3 separate regions of the Mus musculus genome follow, and all the other regions are linked to region 3. The links are chromatin contacts, called in public promoter capture Hi-C maps. All regions are on one chromosome and are shown on one strand. Each heading gives the region's core, a stretch centred on a gene start, on an enhancer-like site or on the middle of the called end of the contact. The rest is flanking DNA. Distances are from core to core; before and after follow the strand shown.

The links. Promoter capture Hi-C pulls out the DNA fragments that hold promoters and counts their contacts. Capture Hi-C pulls out chosen DNA fragments and counts their contacts.
Region 1: a promoter capture Hi-C map of hippocampal neurons shows a contact between it and region 3, with 4 times the contacts expected there. The contact joins the promoter of Prrc2c here to the promoter of Sft2d2 in region 3. A contact is called at or near these places in 3 of 39 promoter capture datasets (hippocampal neurons, liver and pre-B cells) and 1 of 9 other capture datasets (liver).
Region 2: a promoter capture Hi-C map of liver shows a contact between it and region 3, with 3 times the contacts expected there. The contact joins the promoter of Aldh9a1 here to the promoter of Sft2d2 in region 3. A contact is called at or near these places in 2 of 39 promoter capture datasets (liver and pre-B cells) and 1 of 9 other capture datasets (liver).

Annotation. Positions count from the first base shown.
Region 1 is chr1:162,738,472-162,743,054 of GRCm38.p6, reverse strand. Prrc2c (proline-rich coiled-coil 2C) reads left to right here and starts at 2,499. Exons shown (of 35, transcript NM_001081290.1): 1 at 2,499-2,730.
Region 2 is chr1:167,348,436-167,353,068 of GRCm38.p6, reverse strand. It overlaps Aldh9a1 (aldehyde dehydrogenase 9, subfamily A1), which reads right to left and starts at 3,078. Exons shown (of 11, transcript NM_019993.4): 1 at 2,653-3,078; 2 at 404-549. The coding sequence starts at 2,833. Gm24182 (a small nuclear RNA gene) reads right to left here and starts at 4,044; the gene lies at 3,938-4,044.
Region 3 is chr1:165,193,132-165,197,409 of GRCm38.p6, reverse strand. Sft2d2 (SFT2 domain containing 2) reads left to right here and starts at 2,977. Exons shown (of 8, transcript NM_145512.4): 1 at 2,977-3,170. The coding sequence starts at 3,108.

The DNA.
Region 1 (4,583 bases), core at 1,250-3,749, 2.5 Mb after region 3:
TCTTGGATCAAGATCAACCTGGTCTACCTGGTCTACTTAGTGAGTTTCAGGACAGCCAGAGCTACATAGTGAGACCATGTCGGGGGTGGGGGGGGGGGGTGTCTCTCACCAGCTCTGCAGTTTTGAGCATGGATGTATACAAGTCACAGTTTGTGATGGCTATTCTGGGTTATCAACTTGACTACTATCTGGAATTAACTAAAACCCACAAATGTGGAGGGGCTTGCCTGTGAGGATTTGTTTGTTTGCTTGCTTAATTTGAAGTGGCAAGATCCACTTCTTTCTTTTTTCTTTTTCGAGACAGGATTTTTCTGTGTAGCCCCAACTGTCCTGGAACTCACTCTGTAGACCAGGCTAGCCTGGAATTCAGAAATCCTCCTGCCTCTGCCTCCCAAGCGCTGGGATTAAAGGCGTGTGCCACCACTGCCCAGTGGAAGATCCACTTCTAAACTGTATCTTTGAGTTTAGAAAAAAAAGTTAGGAGTGCCGACTGTCCTGAGTTCAAATCCCAGCAACCACATGGTGGCTCACAACCATCCGTAATGAGATCTGATGCCCTCTTCTGGAGTGTCGGGAAGACAGCTACAGTGTACTTACATATAATAAATAAATAAATACATAAATACATAAATATTAGAAAACATACCTTTAATCAGGATCTTTTAAGGTGGGAAGACTCACCTCTAATCTGGGCTATGCCTTCAGCTGGAAGCCTATCCTATATATAAGGACATTGAAGAAGGTAGCTTTTGCTATTTGTCTTCTAGCTCTTTCCTCACTAACAAGAGTCCATTTCTTCACTGGTATTAAAGTCTTCTTTGGGATTCCAGTATGTACTGAAAACCAACTGAGAAATCTAGCCTTGTAGACTGAAAAACCTATTGAATTCTTGGACCTTCTGTTCATTGGCAGCCATTGTTGGATTAGCTATACCAGAGTCCATAAATCATTCTAACAAAATCTCTTTCTATATATACATAGAGATTCATTCTATAAATTCTGTTACTCTAGAGAACCCTAATGCACAACTCTTAGAAACTCATGAATTAATATTCTGTTTGTACATGTCAGTCTCATAACCAGGTAGATGTCAGCATATTTGATTGTTGGAGGGATCCTGCATTGCTCAAGAAAGATACTTCAAGTCCAGGATACAGAAGACTGGTTCTAATGGATTGTGGGAAAATAACCAAGGTGTTTTCTTGGTGAAAAGACAGGCCTCTCTCTGTCCTGTTCTATCAATCAGCAAATTATGTCTCATTTTGGAAGGTCTCTGAAGGGGCTAAGGGTTATAGTTCAGTTGGATTAGCACTTGCCTAACATGTTGAAGGCAAGCCCCAGATTCGAGCCCCAGAAATGCAAAGCAAACAAAATCTAAAACAAATGATCACAAATGTCAATTGGGGAAGAAGTTACTTGTGGTTACTGCGCTATTATTTTATGGTTGTTCTAACGTTGTGGTATCACCCCATGAATACATGCCAGTTGCAAGCGGAGGAGTTTACTCAGACCAGGACAAGAATCTTTGGATTTATTATACACTATAGATATCTCATAAAGTAGAGAAATATCACATACTCGTGGATTACCTTCTTTCCGTTGGGGAAAGGAAGACCAAACCTAGAGACTTGCATATATGTGACAAGATACTACGCGGCACTGAGGTACATGCTCAGCCCCCAGGTAGAATATTATCATTTTCCTTCCTCACTTCGGGTACTGCCTTGTCTCTACTATACACTTACCTAGTAAACATCTGCATGAATGACTCTTTTTTTTTTTTTTTTTTTTTTTTTGGCTTTCGAGACAGGGTTTCTCTGTATAGCCATGGCTGTCCTGGAACTCACTTTGTAGACCAGGCTGGCCTTGAACTCAGAAATCCACCTGCCTCTGCCTCCCAAGTGCTGGGATTAAAGGCGTACACCACCACGGCCCGGCCTGCATGAGTGACTCTTAACTGTTAGTTTTCTCTGTTAGGTAGTTGTTCCAAGAGGTAAACATTGCCAGAGGAGTCAGAAATAAACAGTGCCTTATTTTACACCAAAATTACAAATGCCGAAGGTGGCCTCAGCAAAGCACGCCAGTCGCTTTTGTCCCTAACACTTGGATTATTTTTTTCACTCCGAGGTAACTTCGGTCTTCTCAAATTGCCACCACACCATGGCCCCTCACTTTGCCCCCCCCCCCCCCCTAAGAACATTCGGTCAAAGCGCAGGTTGTAAACGTTTATGTTCCTCCATCAGTTGTTGTCAATGCACGGAGACAAACCAAGTCGTGATTCCTCACGGAGGGCTCAAGGTTTTTGGAATCTTCCCAGGTGGAAAAGCTTTGTCTCCGAAATGGCTCTGCTTGACGAACTCCCTCCTTCCAGTAGGAGGTAGCGTTGCCCTCCGCCGCAGTCGAGAAGCGGCGGAGGCTGTCACGTGACCCCGCAGCCTCAACCCCTCCACCCCCCCCGGGGCGGTCTTGCGGAGATTTGCCTTACGTACGCAACGTCATGACGTAGCACGTAGGGGCTGGCTAGCCGCCATCTTGCTTCTTTTTCTCGCTCGCTCTCACCCTCTCAGGAGGTAGCGAAAGTGCTTTGGCGGTTTGTACGGCGGTGGCTCGGGCTTTCGGGACCGAGCGGCCCTGCGGACGGTCTCTCGAGGCAATCTCCCCTCCCCTGACCCTGATCCGTCCGGGGCGAGCCCCTTGGAAGCGCGCAGACTTGGTTCTCAACCCTGGCGGGTAAGGAGAGCGAGGGCGTCCGGACCGTGAAGAGGCCCGATGGAGGAGGGAGGGAAGGCACGGGCGCTGGAGCCAGGCCTGGGGGCCCGCGGCGTCTCTCCCTGGGCTCCCGGCGTCGTGCTGTCCGCGGAGATCCGGAGCAGGGCTCGTCGCCCATGTGCGCGGCGTGTGCTGCGGCGGGGCGGCCCTGCGATGGCCGAGGGAGCCTCCGCCCGCGCGGGGCCTGCGCGCGCCGTTTTTCCACGGCGTGGAGGACGGTGCCCGTGGCGGCTCCGAGCGCTCTTAGTGCCTGCGGATGCTCCTGTGGTGATGGCTGGCGTTTGCAGCCAGCGGTGTGTAGTCCAGGGCGGTCGTAGAGGCTCTACCAGGACCCAGGACCAACGAACCCCACTTCCGCTGGGGACAAGCTGAACAACTTCTTGGAGGATTTGAGTAGTCTTTTCCTCCCTCTAGGCCGCTCCAGCCCGGCATTTGTGGGAATACGGCTCGGCTGCTGCCTGATTTTCAGAGAGAGCGTTTAGTATTACTGGTTGCTAGAGTAGAGACCCTAGTTAAGACCGAAGAAAAATAGCATGGGAGCCAGTGAGGACTCTTGCTTGATTTTGCATATAAGGACCGCTCTGATCTCTTTAAAGGGGATGTATATTTGTTTGAAGTGTGTTCAAGATCTTTGGGGTGGGGGGATCCAACTTGCCTAGTAATTCCTGACTCTTAAAACTACCCGGATTTCCGCATTGGCTGGTCTTCAACCTCGGTTCATAAATTCATACCCCAGCAGGATACTTAGAATTGTACAGTAGGCGGCCCTCCTGTTAGGGTTTCTCTTTGGGAATGCACCAGAAGAATCGGAAGATGCTTGCTTCATCGAGTGCTCAGGAGTCAATTCCCGCTAATAGACGTTACAGAGAGGGTGGTATGAAGCGGCCACCACGTCTGACCTCTAGCATTTTTTAAAAGTAGATTTAAGCTTCCATGTTGGTCATTAAGATGCTGCTTTGGCTGGAGCCATTTTTAGGTGTGTGTCACAGATGCACTGCAGCATCTTTTCTGGCTGGCTCCAAATGCATTGATTCTCCAAAAATTAGAAATAGATTGAGTTTGCATATAGAAAAGAAGTTTTTATATGATTTTTCTGGGATGAATTTGTCATAATAAGCTTTTGGGTTTTTTTGGGGGGGGTGTCTGTAGGTGTGTGTGAAGAACATAGAATGCTGGCTGATCTCTCATTACTTAACCTCTAACTGTATGCTCTCAAGACCTTTATATACATTATCCTTTTTGATCCTAGTCTTTGAGGAAGGAGCTCTTATACTTGGTTTACAGATGAGGACAAGATATTTGAGAGATCGAAGTAATTTGATCAAGGTCACAAATTTGTAGTGGTGCTGTAGTCAAAGCCATACTTTCTAAACCCAGAGGGGATGCTCTGAACTATCAAAGTGTTCATTTGGTCTTGTACATTTATAATTGTTGCTAAAATAAGGCACATTTTTAACTGGTACTTTTTCTTTAGCTTGCTTGGGTGTTTGAACATTGTTACATGTGAAGGTTAAAATGCTGCCAGATGTAAACGTAGTGTCTGTTTGGTGTCATAGGAAGACTAGGGGAAGACAGAAATGGGCTTGAGGCCAGCCTAGGCTGCGTAGTGAGAGCTTGTGAATGTTCAGTTTTGTTTTGTTTTTGAGAAGTGATTGTGAGCCCATCCCTTCATTATAAACTAAAGATGATATCAGTACCTCTCAGGCTTGCTGTAGAATTTAAGACTGAGTAATGCTCTTGTTACTGTGGTTAGTGCATAGTAAGTAAAAGGACAGCTAAAGATGAAGGGAAAGCAGGAGAGTCCTGGAAGAAGA
Region 2 (4,633 bases), core at 1,829-4,328, 2.2 Mb before region 3:
ACTGCTCTTCCAGAGGTCCTGAGTTCAATTCCCAGCAACCACATGGTGGCTCACAACCATCTGTAATGAGATCCGATGTATTCTTCTGGGGTGTCTGAACTACAGTGTACTCATATAAGTAAAAATTAATTAAAATTTTTTTAAAAAGCAAGTAAGCCATAAAGATCATGCTATAATTCAAAACAAACTCAAGAAACAAAGCAGGCCAAGGGGAACTGTCCATGGGGCACGCGGTGGAAGCTTATTTCACGTTCCAAGGTGGGCACGTGGGTGGGAACGTTTCTCCCTTGCACAGAAACGCCACAACCCAAAGCTGCATCCAAGTCTACCTGCAGCTCCCCTCAGAGCAGTGCGAGCAGCGCTTCCTCCAAAGGAACCCAGCAATCGATCGATTGATACACACCTTGATGATCCGGGCAGCCTCTAGGAGGACTTGGCAGCGCTCCAGGCCACTTTTCTTACTCCAGAGTTTAAAGGCAGCCTTTGCATTCTCAACGGCCAAGTTTACTTCCTTTTCTCCTGAACACGCGAAAGTGGCAATCACTCGGCCTAGAAAGAAGCGGAGAGCCGATTTCATCTCAAGCAGTTGCAATGCATCTGAGAGGTTTCTATCAGCATCCTCTGGAGGATGGATCCCTCCCAGGGTCTCATTTAGTACTTAGCTTTTTTTGTATTGGGAATCCCTTTAAACTCCAACGAGGGTTGCAGATCTAGCTCCATAAAAACAAGAATTTAACCACATTACAAAACTGCTGAAACTATTCGGTGTCTAAAACTCACCATAGCCTGAGACTAAGAGGCCATGCCCTCCTCTATTTGATAGCTACGTTTACTAAACATTACAGTTGGAGGGATGGCTCAGCGGTTAAGAACACCAACTGCTCTTCCAAAGGTCCTGAGTTCAAATGCCACCGACCACATGGTGGCTCACAACATCCATAATGAAATCTGACTCCCTCTTTTTGGAGTATCTGAGGACAGCTATAATGTACTTACATATAATAAATAAATACCTCTTTAAAAAAAAAGTTTACTAACATTGACCTTCTAGAAGTCATTTTGTGATGGTTCTTAATACTGACTCAGAATCTTGACAGTCTTGCAAAATCCAAGTTGAAAGTCATCAGTCTATTACTGTAAACTGTCCCTTATCTGTGTTCTAATCAGGGACTATCAGACTACTACTTGGTGAATAAGGTTAATAAGAAACTTTAGTCGCTAAAGGCCAGTCTTTTCTTAAAGTCTCAATCTCCTATCCCCATCATAACAGAAAGATTAGTGTTGGGGCTAGAGAGATGGCTCAGGGTTAAGGGCACTGACTGCTCTTCCAGAGGTCCTGAGTTCAATTCCCAGCAACCACATGGTGGCTCACAACCATCTGTAATGGGATCCGATGCCCTCTTCTGGGGTGTCTGAAGACAGCAACAGTGTACACATATAAATAAAATAAAATGGTCTTTCAAAGATAAAAAAAAAAAAAAAAAGATTAGTGTTTTTTTTTTCTTTTTAAGCCCGTATCTGAAGGATCATAACCCAACTAACTCGACCAACAAAAGGTTTTCAGCAGTTTCTTTTCACAAGGAATTTCTGAGATTTCATAAACCTATTTCTTGGACAAACCAGAATGGCTGAAGATCGCCTGCGAGTAAAGGCAATGGCCAGAGCTCACCTGCGGGCAATGCTGCTTCTGTGCCTCTAAAGGGAGGCAGGCTGAGAAACTCTTCCCAGCTATCATGGCCTCTCCCATCAGTTCAGGTTCTGGCAAATCCCTGCCTCGTGGAGGTCAGTGTACTTTTACTTCTCTCACTAAACAAGCCCTTCTGGCTTACAGAACACATTTTTTTTCCCTGCTCTGAATATTCAATAAGAATAATCAAAACAAACACAAAAGTCAACCCAAAGTCCAAGAAACAAAGAACTCGCTTCCTCCTTAGTTTGTGCTAAGGGTTTGCTCCAAAGCATTAAGTGCTTGCAAGGATGAACTGTAGAAATCTAATGAACATCGTGATTACAGCTAATAATACCGTAAAATACATATTCACTTAAAATCTGCCAAGTGTGCAGAGCATGAAAGTTCTCACTACTCATAGGTGGAAACTACGTGGAGATAACGGATAAGTTCATTAATTAACAGTGGTAAGCACTACACGTGATTACACATGTTCAATGTTTTTTTTTCTCTCTCTCTCTTGTTAACCTGGAGAGCTAGCAGGCACTAAAGCTAAACAGATGTTGTCGGCTGCTGTTTTTTTTTTTCTCTCCTTTCCCAACTCTCATCGAAGTTCAGAAATATCCCAGCACTAGAAGGGGGAAGGTCATGTGGATCATGCATAACAGAAATCACCTGTGAGTCAACATCCCAGTAGCAGACTCTCCTGCAGGCCCAGCTCTCAAAACTCAAAAGACCCACAGGTTCTACGCCAGACTCTCCTGCTCCAGCCATGTAGTTACTCCCGGCCCCCCAGCGCACCCCACCGCACCCATAGCGCCCCCTCTTTTCCAGGAGCCTCCCCAACATTCTGTGCTCCGTGCTGCGACCACGCAAGTTCAGCAACCCTTGGCGGAGAGCTCGGAAGGACTCGGGGCAGCAGACTCAGTGCACAGGGCCGGGGAAGACCCACCCCATCCGCGTGCCGCCCCGCGCCAGGTTACCGGTGGCTGGCTCGAACGCTTTCTCCGTGCCGGAAGCATCCACCGGCTCCACACGGGCCCCGCCGCGGTAGTTGAGCGGCTGCGACACGACGAAGGTGCCAGTACTCATGGCGGCGACTGCTGCAGCCCGGTGAATGCGGAGGAGCGAGGTCAGCACAGAACCGACTGCACCGAGGATCATCTGCTACGCGTGCAAAGCGTCCGGAAGCCCCAGCAGATTACTACTGGAGGGGGAGATAGCGCGGTAACGAGGAGGGAGTGGCGAGGGGCGGAATCTCTGGGGCGTGGCCCATGGAAAGAGGCGACCCTGGCTGGGCAGGGGTGGACCACTAGGGAACAGGACCTCGGGGAGGTGTGGACCGTGAGTGTGAAGACCCGGGGCCCTCAAGGAGAGCCCAGTAGAGCCCACTGGGAGGAAGGGACAGTGGGAGGGGCGTGGCCTCGTGCCACGAGGGGGTGTGGCGTGAGAGGACGGCCAATGAGAGCCTAGAGTGAGTAGCTTGGGCCTAGTCAGCATAATTAAGGGCCTGGTGAGAGCTTCTGGGGCTGGAACTGGAAGACCTTTGGCCTAGATAATTACGTGGAACACCACACCACCCAAGTCCTCCGGTCCAGATCCCGAAGGAGTTCCTGGAAGGATAATGAGACCCCTTCTACTGGGCCTGCAAGCTTTTGCAACATTCTCCTTACTGTATTTCTTTGATTTCTTTTTGTGCTTTGTAGAAGCACAGTATTAGGGAATGTGTTCTTCTTTTTTTCTTTTTTTTTATTAGATATTTTCTTTATATACATTTCAAATGCTATCCCGAAAGTTCCCTATACCCTTCCCCTGCTCTGCTCCCCTACCCACCCACTCCCTCTTCTTGGCCCTGACATTCCCCTGTACTGGGGCATATAAAGTTTGCAATATACCAAGGGACCTCTCTTCCCAATGATGGCCGACTAGGCCATCTTCTGATACATATGCAGCTAGAGATACGAGCTCTAGGGGCACTGGTTAGTTCGTATTGTTGTTCCACCTATAGGGTTGCAGACTCCTTCAGCTCCTTGGGTGCTTTCTCTAGCTTCTCCATTGGGGGCTCTGTGTTCCATCTTTTAAAAGACTGTGAGCATCCACTTCTGTATTTGCCAGGCACTGGCATAGCCTCATACAAGACAACTATAACAGGGTCCCTTCAGCAAAATCTTTCTGGCATATACAATAGTGTCTGGGTTTGGTGGCTGAGTGTGGGATGGATCCCCGGGTGGGGTAGTCTCTAGATAGTCCATCCTTTCGTCTTAGCTCAAAAATATGGAACGCTTCACGAATTTGCGTGTCATCCTTGCGCAGGGGCCATGCTAATCTTCTCTGTATCGTTCCAATTTTAGTATATGTGCTGCCGAAGCGAGCATGGAATGTGTTCTTCTAATTTAGTAAAAATTTTGGTCAATTTTCTCAGCTCTCTGTACGAATTAATCTTTTCAGTGCCTCTGAGATGTGTAGGTTTGGGTCCTCAAATGGAAACAGCAGTACCCAATTAAGAACACCTAGGCCCGAACTCAAAGGACTGCTTTTGTTGGGGTTGGTCAGAAACATCTGGAAACATCTGGCCTGGGTCAAGATCATTGACAGGTACAGAGATAACAGCTGGTCGTTTTGTGGCCAGTTGTGTTTAAAGTATTCTGCCCAGCCATCCCATGTTGATTTGTTACATTTAGATCGTCTGATGTATGTTCCAGAAATGTGACCATGGCATCTGTTGATCTAATCGTGGCAATAAAAGTAGAGTGTGACCCAAACCCAATGAAAGTCAACAGCAAAATTTGCTCTTACTCTATCAAGTCAGAATGTTGGTATGAAAATTCATTCTTATTTTGGCACCTCCTTTTTTTTAAAGTCAAGAAAAGGAGAGAATTTTGAAACTCCCTGTGTATCGGGGGAAGGGGGAAGGAGAGTGTGCCGCTGATCTAAAGTTTAAAGGAGGACTGGTGAGATGGCCCA
Region 3 (4,278 bases), core at 1,728-4,227:
CTGCACTCCTGCATTTAGAACCTTGTTAGTGGCTGGCTGGTTGGCCACAGGGTTGTTATCGGATGTGGGTCCTTCATCAATTCTTGCATACAAAAACTGTGCATGAACACACTGGCAGGATGCTTGTTTTCCTTGTTTTGAAACAAAGTTCTCCTGTATTTTTAATATCTTGAACAGGTTTGTATTTCCTCTGGGATAACTTGGTGTCCTCTGCCTGGGTCACTTATCATGCATGAGTCATAGCTCTAAGATATTTCAGGACCTCGAAGGCCATATATCAGCTTTAAGTATTTAAAAATTAAAAAGGTAGCTAGCTATATAGTCATTGAATTATGTTTCATCCTCCAAAATCAATAAACACACATAAAGCTTTTATTTGATCAAAAATTGGCAAAATATCAGAGATAGATAAATGTGATCAGTACAAATTTAGAATATATTACCATAATGATGAATTCCATTTCAAAATATATTTTTTTTTCATTTTAAGAAGTTTCTTGCCCGACAGTGGTGGCACACGCCTTTAATCCCAGCATTTGGGAGGCAGAGGCAGGCAGATTTCTGAGTTCGAGGCCAGCCTGGTCTACAGAGTGAGTTCCAGGACAGCCAGGGCTATACAGAGCAACCCTGCCTCGAAAAACCAAAAAAGAAAAAGAAGAAAAAAAAAGAAAAAGAAGAAAAAAAAAGAAAAAGAAGAAGAAGAAGAAGAAGAAGAAGAAGAAGAAGAAGAAGAAGAAGAAGAAGAAGAAGAAGAAGAAGAAGAAGAAGAAGAAATTTCCTGGGTGGAGAGATGGCTCAGCAGTTAAAAGCACGGCTCTTCCAGAGGTCCTGAGTTCAATTCCTAGCAACCATCTATAGTGAGATCTGGTGCCCTCTGCTGGTGTGCAGGTGTACATTCAGACAGAGCACTCACATACATAAAATAAATAAATAAATCTTTTAAAAATTCCTAACATATAGGTGGAACAACATTATGAACTAACCAGTACCCTGGAGCTCTTGACTCTAGCTGCATATGTATCAAAAGATGGCCTAGATGGCCATCAATGGAAAGAGAGGCCCATTGGACTTGCAAACTTTATATGTCCCAGTACAGGGGAACGCCAGGGCCAAAAAGTGGGAGTGGGTGGGTAGGGGAGTGGGGGGGGGGAGGGTATGGGGGACTTTTGGGATAGCATTGGAAATGTAAATGAGGAAAATACCTAATAAAAATATTTTTAAAAATTCCTAACATTCATTCATATTCATATGGAAGATAAAGGTAAGAAGTATAGCTAATATTTAACACATGCTAATAAATTAAATTGCTAAATAATAATAGTAATAATAATAATAATAATAATGGAGTTGAAAGTTTATGCCTTTTGGAACTGCAATTTTGACAGAGGTGCTTTTTGTAATCCAGAGATGCTGGTGTTCTGTGCTTTAGCATCAGTATCATGAATCTTGTGAGTTCTGCCTAAACCTCCATGTAGAGACATTTAAGAACAATGTCACATGATCCAATATCCCTCAACCTTTGTGTGCTCTGTTATGAACACTACTGATCTGAGTGTCTCTTAACCACTGAGTCATCTCTCCAACCCGAGAGTTCTACATCTTGATCTAAAGACAGCAGGAGACTATGTACCACAGTAGGCAGAGCTTGAGCATAGGAGCCGTCAAAGCATAGGAGACCTTCCCCCACAGTGACACACTTCCTCTAACAAGGCCACAACTACTCCAACAAGACCACACCTCCTAGTAGTACCATTCCCTATGGGCCAAGTGTTTACACATGAGCCTGTGGGGGCCAGTTCTATCACCTCACCACAGGTGGCTGGAAAAGCCATCAGGCTAGGAGAGAACAAGGACAGCTTCTACTAAATGCTATTTAAATTCCCCTCTGCTCCAGACCTGTCTATACAGTCATGCTTGCTTTCCACAGTCACGTTTGGAAGCCATTGTGCTCACTCTACAGAGGAAATCAGCTGGGGACCAGAAAGGCTAAGGAGCTTCTAGCTCAAGGCCTCCTAAGTGGCAAATGACAGAGCTAGAGTGGATCTTTCAGGACACAGCCTTTGCACTGTGCTCTGATGTTTGACGTCTTACAGAGAGGTGTAAGGACTCACTGGAAAATGTGGCAGGTAAGAGGAGTCCCTGCAGAGGCAGCAGCAGCTGGTCTTATGTTTTTATGTTTTTATACAAGTGAAGAAGGACGCTGGAGACCTCACATGAAAATATGTGGGAGGTAAAGTGACCTAGGGGGTGTTTCTGAAGTTCCTCTGTGGTCTCCTTTCCCTTTTTTGGGAAGCAGGGACAGTGGTGGAAACTGAACCCAAAGCCTTGCATATGCTAGGCAAGCATTCTCTCACTGAGCTACACCTTGGTCTCAGTGCCTTTTCTGAACTAGTTTAATCTTAACATAGGTGTTCCAGATATCTCTGGCCACCAGTGTGCAAGGTGAGCAAATTTCTGTCCTGTCTGGAAGAGCCCATGACTTCATATGGATTCTGCTTCATAGCCTCAGTAGTGCTGCAGACTGATTGAAGTAAAGCATTTACCAAACACGAAAATATTGATTCTTCTCACCACTTGCCATCTGTTCAGGTGTTGCCCAAGTCATATCTCCCGAGCCATTTCCCCTAGGGATGACGTAGGAATTGCTGCTTTTAAGAATACACAGGGTTGTACTGCTCCAGCCTGTTGCACACTGATTTGTTCTACTTAACGTGGGAAATATATATTTTTATAGATCTGCGGTGTACAACCACCAGCGGATTAACTTCAGCATCCATGGGTAAGTTTGCGAAAGGCCTGCGTTGTTCCAGGCCCTGGCACATGGTGGTGCTGGGCGCTGGAACGAATCCGTGAAGCCCGGGCGCGCAGCCAGCTTCCGGGTTAGGTATCGCCTGGCCGACTTCACCCCGACTCTCTCGGCCCCGCCCCGGGTGACCCCAAGGAGCTCGTTCAGGGGGCGTGGCTGGCGCGGGGCATGCCGGGCGGGCAGGTGGGCAGGTGCCTGGGCGGGGCGCGCCGTGGTTGGCAGCGGGCGGAGGGGCGGCGGCTGCGCACCCCGAAGAGTGGTAGGCGGAGCGAACGCCAAAGGCGGCGGTCGGGACCCTGACATGGACAAGCTGAAGAAAGTTCTGAGCGGCCAGGACACCGAGGACCGCAGCGGTCTGTCCGAGGTGCGTGCACCGGGGGAGTTGGCATTTCTTGGACAGCTGCCCTGCTGTCCTCCGGCCCGCCGCGCCGAGCTCTGCCGGGACACAGCCACAGGTGGCAGCGCGAGCTTTGTGGAAGGCGTGGCTCCCGAACCCTCTCCAACCTTCCCTCCGAAGGGCTTGAGGCTCTGAAGCAAGACCTCAGAAATCTGTGGAGTGGGAGTGTGGATCCCGGGGCCTCCTGGAATCCGGGCCCCGAGCCCCATCCCAGCCGGACCGGCCAGGGAGAGAGAGCCCTTTGGAGTTGGGCGAGGCCGGCGGCCTTCGTGGAAGGATCCACCGCCGGATCGCGGACTAGTTTAGGTTGTGGGGTGTGAGAGCCAGACCTTATGCGTTCTGCTTTGTAATTGTAAAACTCCGTGAACGCCTGATAACAGGGACTTACCAGGTCTCCGAATCTCCAGGGCTACTTTCTAAACTATAGATTCTCACCACGCTCGGAGACTGCCAGTGTGTTTGTTTTGTTAGTAGGGCTTTGATGGCTCTGAAACTTGACCACAAAAGTCCTGTGCTCCAGAGCCACTCAGAATGTCATATTTTGGGTGCTTTGGAAGTTTGTTTACATTTCCTTTCTTGATTGAAGACAGAATTACGTTTTACTTGATGTATCCTTAGCCCCGGTTTCCCCTTCTGAGAAAGAAGGGTGTTGAACGAGATGCAATAGCCCCTTTTCCTTGGAAATTGGAGTTCCTCTTTAGTGTTTACTTGACTTTCTTGTGGTTTCCCCAACATTCTGCGCTCACTTCTGTGGTTGATTTTGTTCTGAGTTTTGTCTTTGCAAAAAAACAAAACAAAACACAACTGCATCTCAAAGAGAATAAATTATTTTGAAGCCAAATACGAGTGACCATGGCCCCAGGACAGATTCAGGTTTCTGCAAACTCAGTGTTCCAACATGATAACAGTTTGATAAGTTCTTAGAGTAACAGAACAAATTAACAAATTAAGGTACTTTTCAGAAGCATTAGTGGAAGCGGTAAGCAGGCAGTTAGGGCAGTGTGGAGGAATCTCAGCTGTGGCTCCCAGAGGCTGCCTGATAGCATTCGAAAACCTTGTTAAGATAATAAATTCC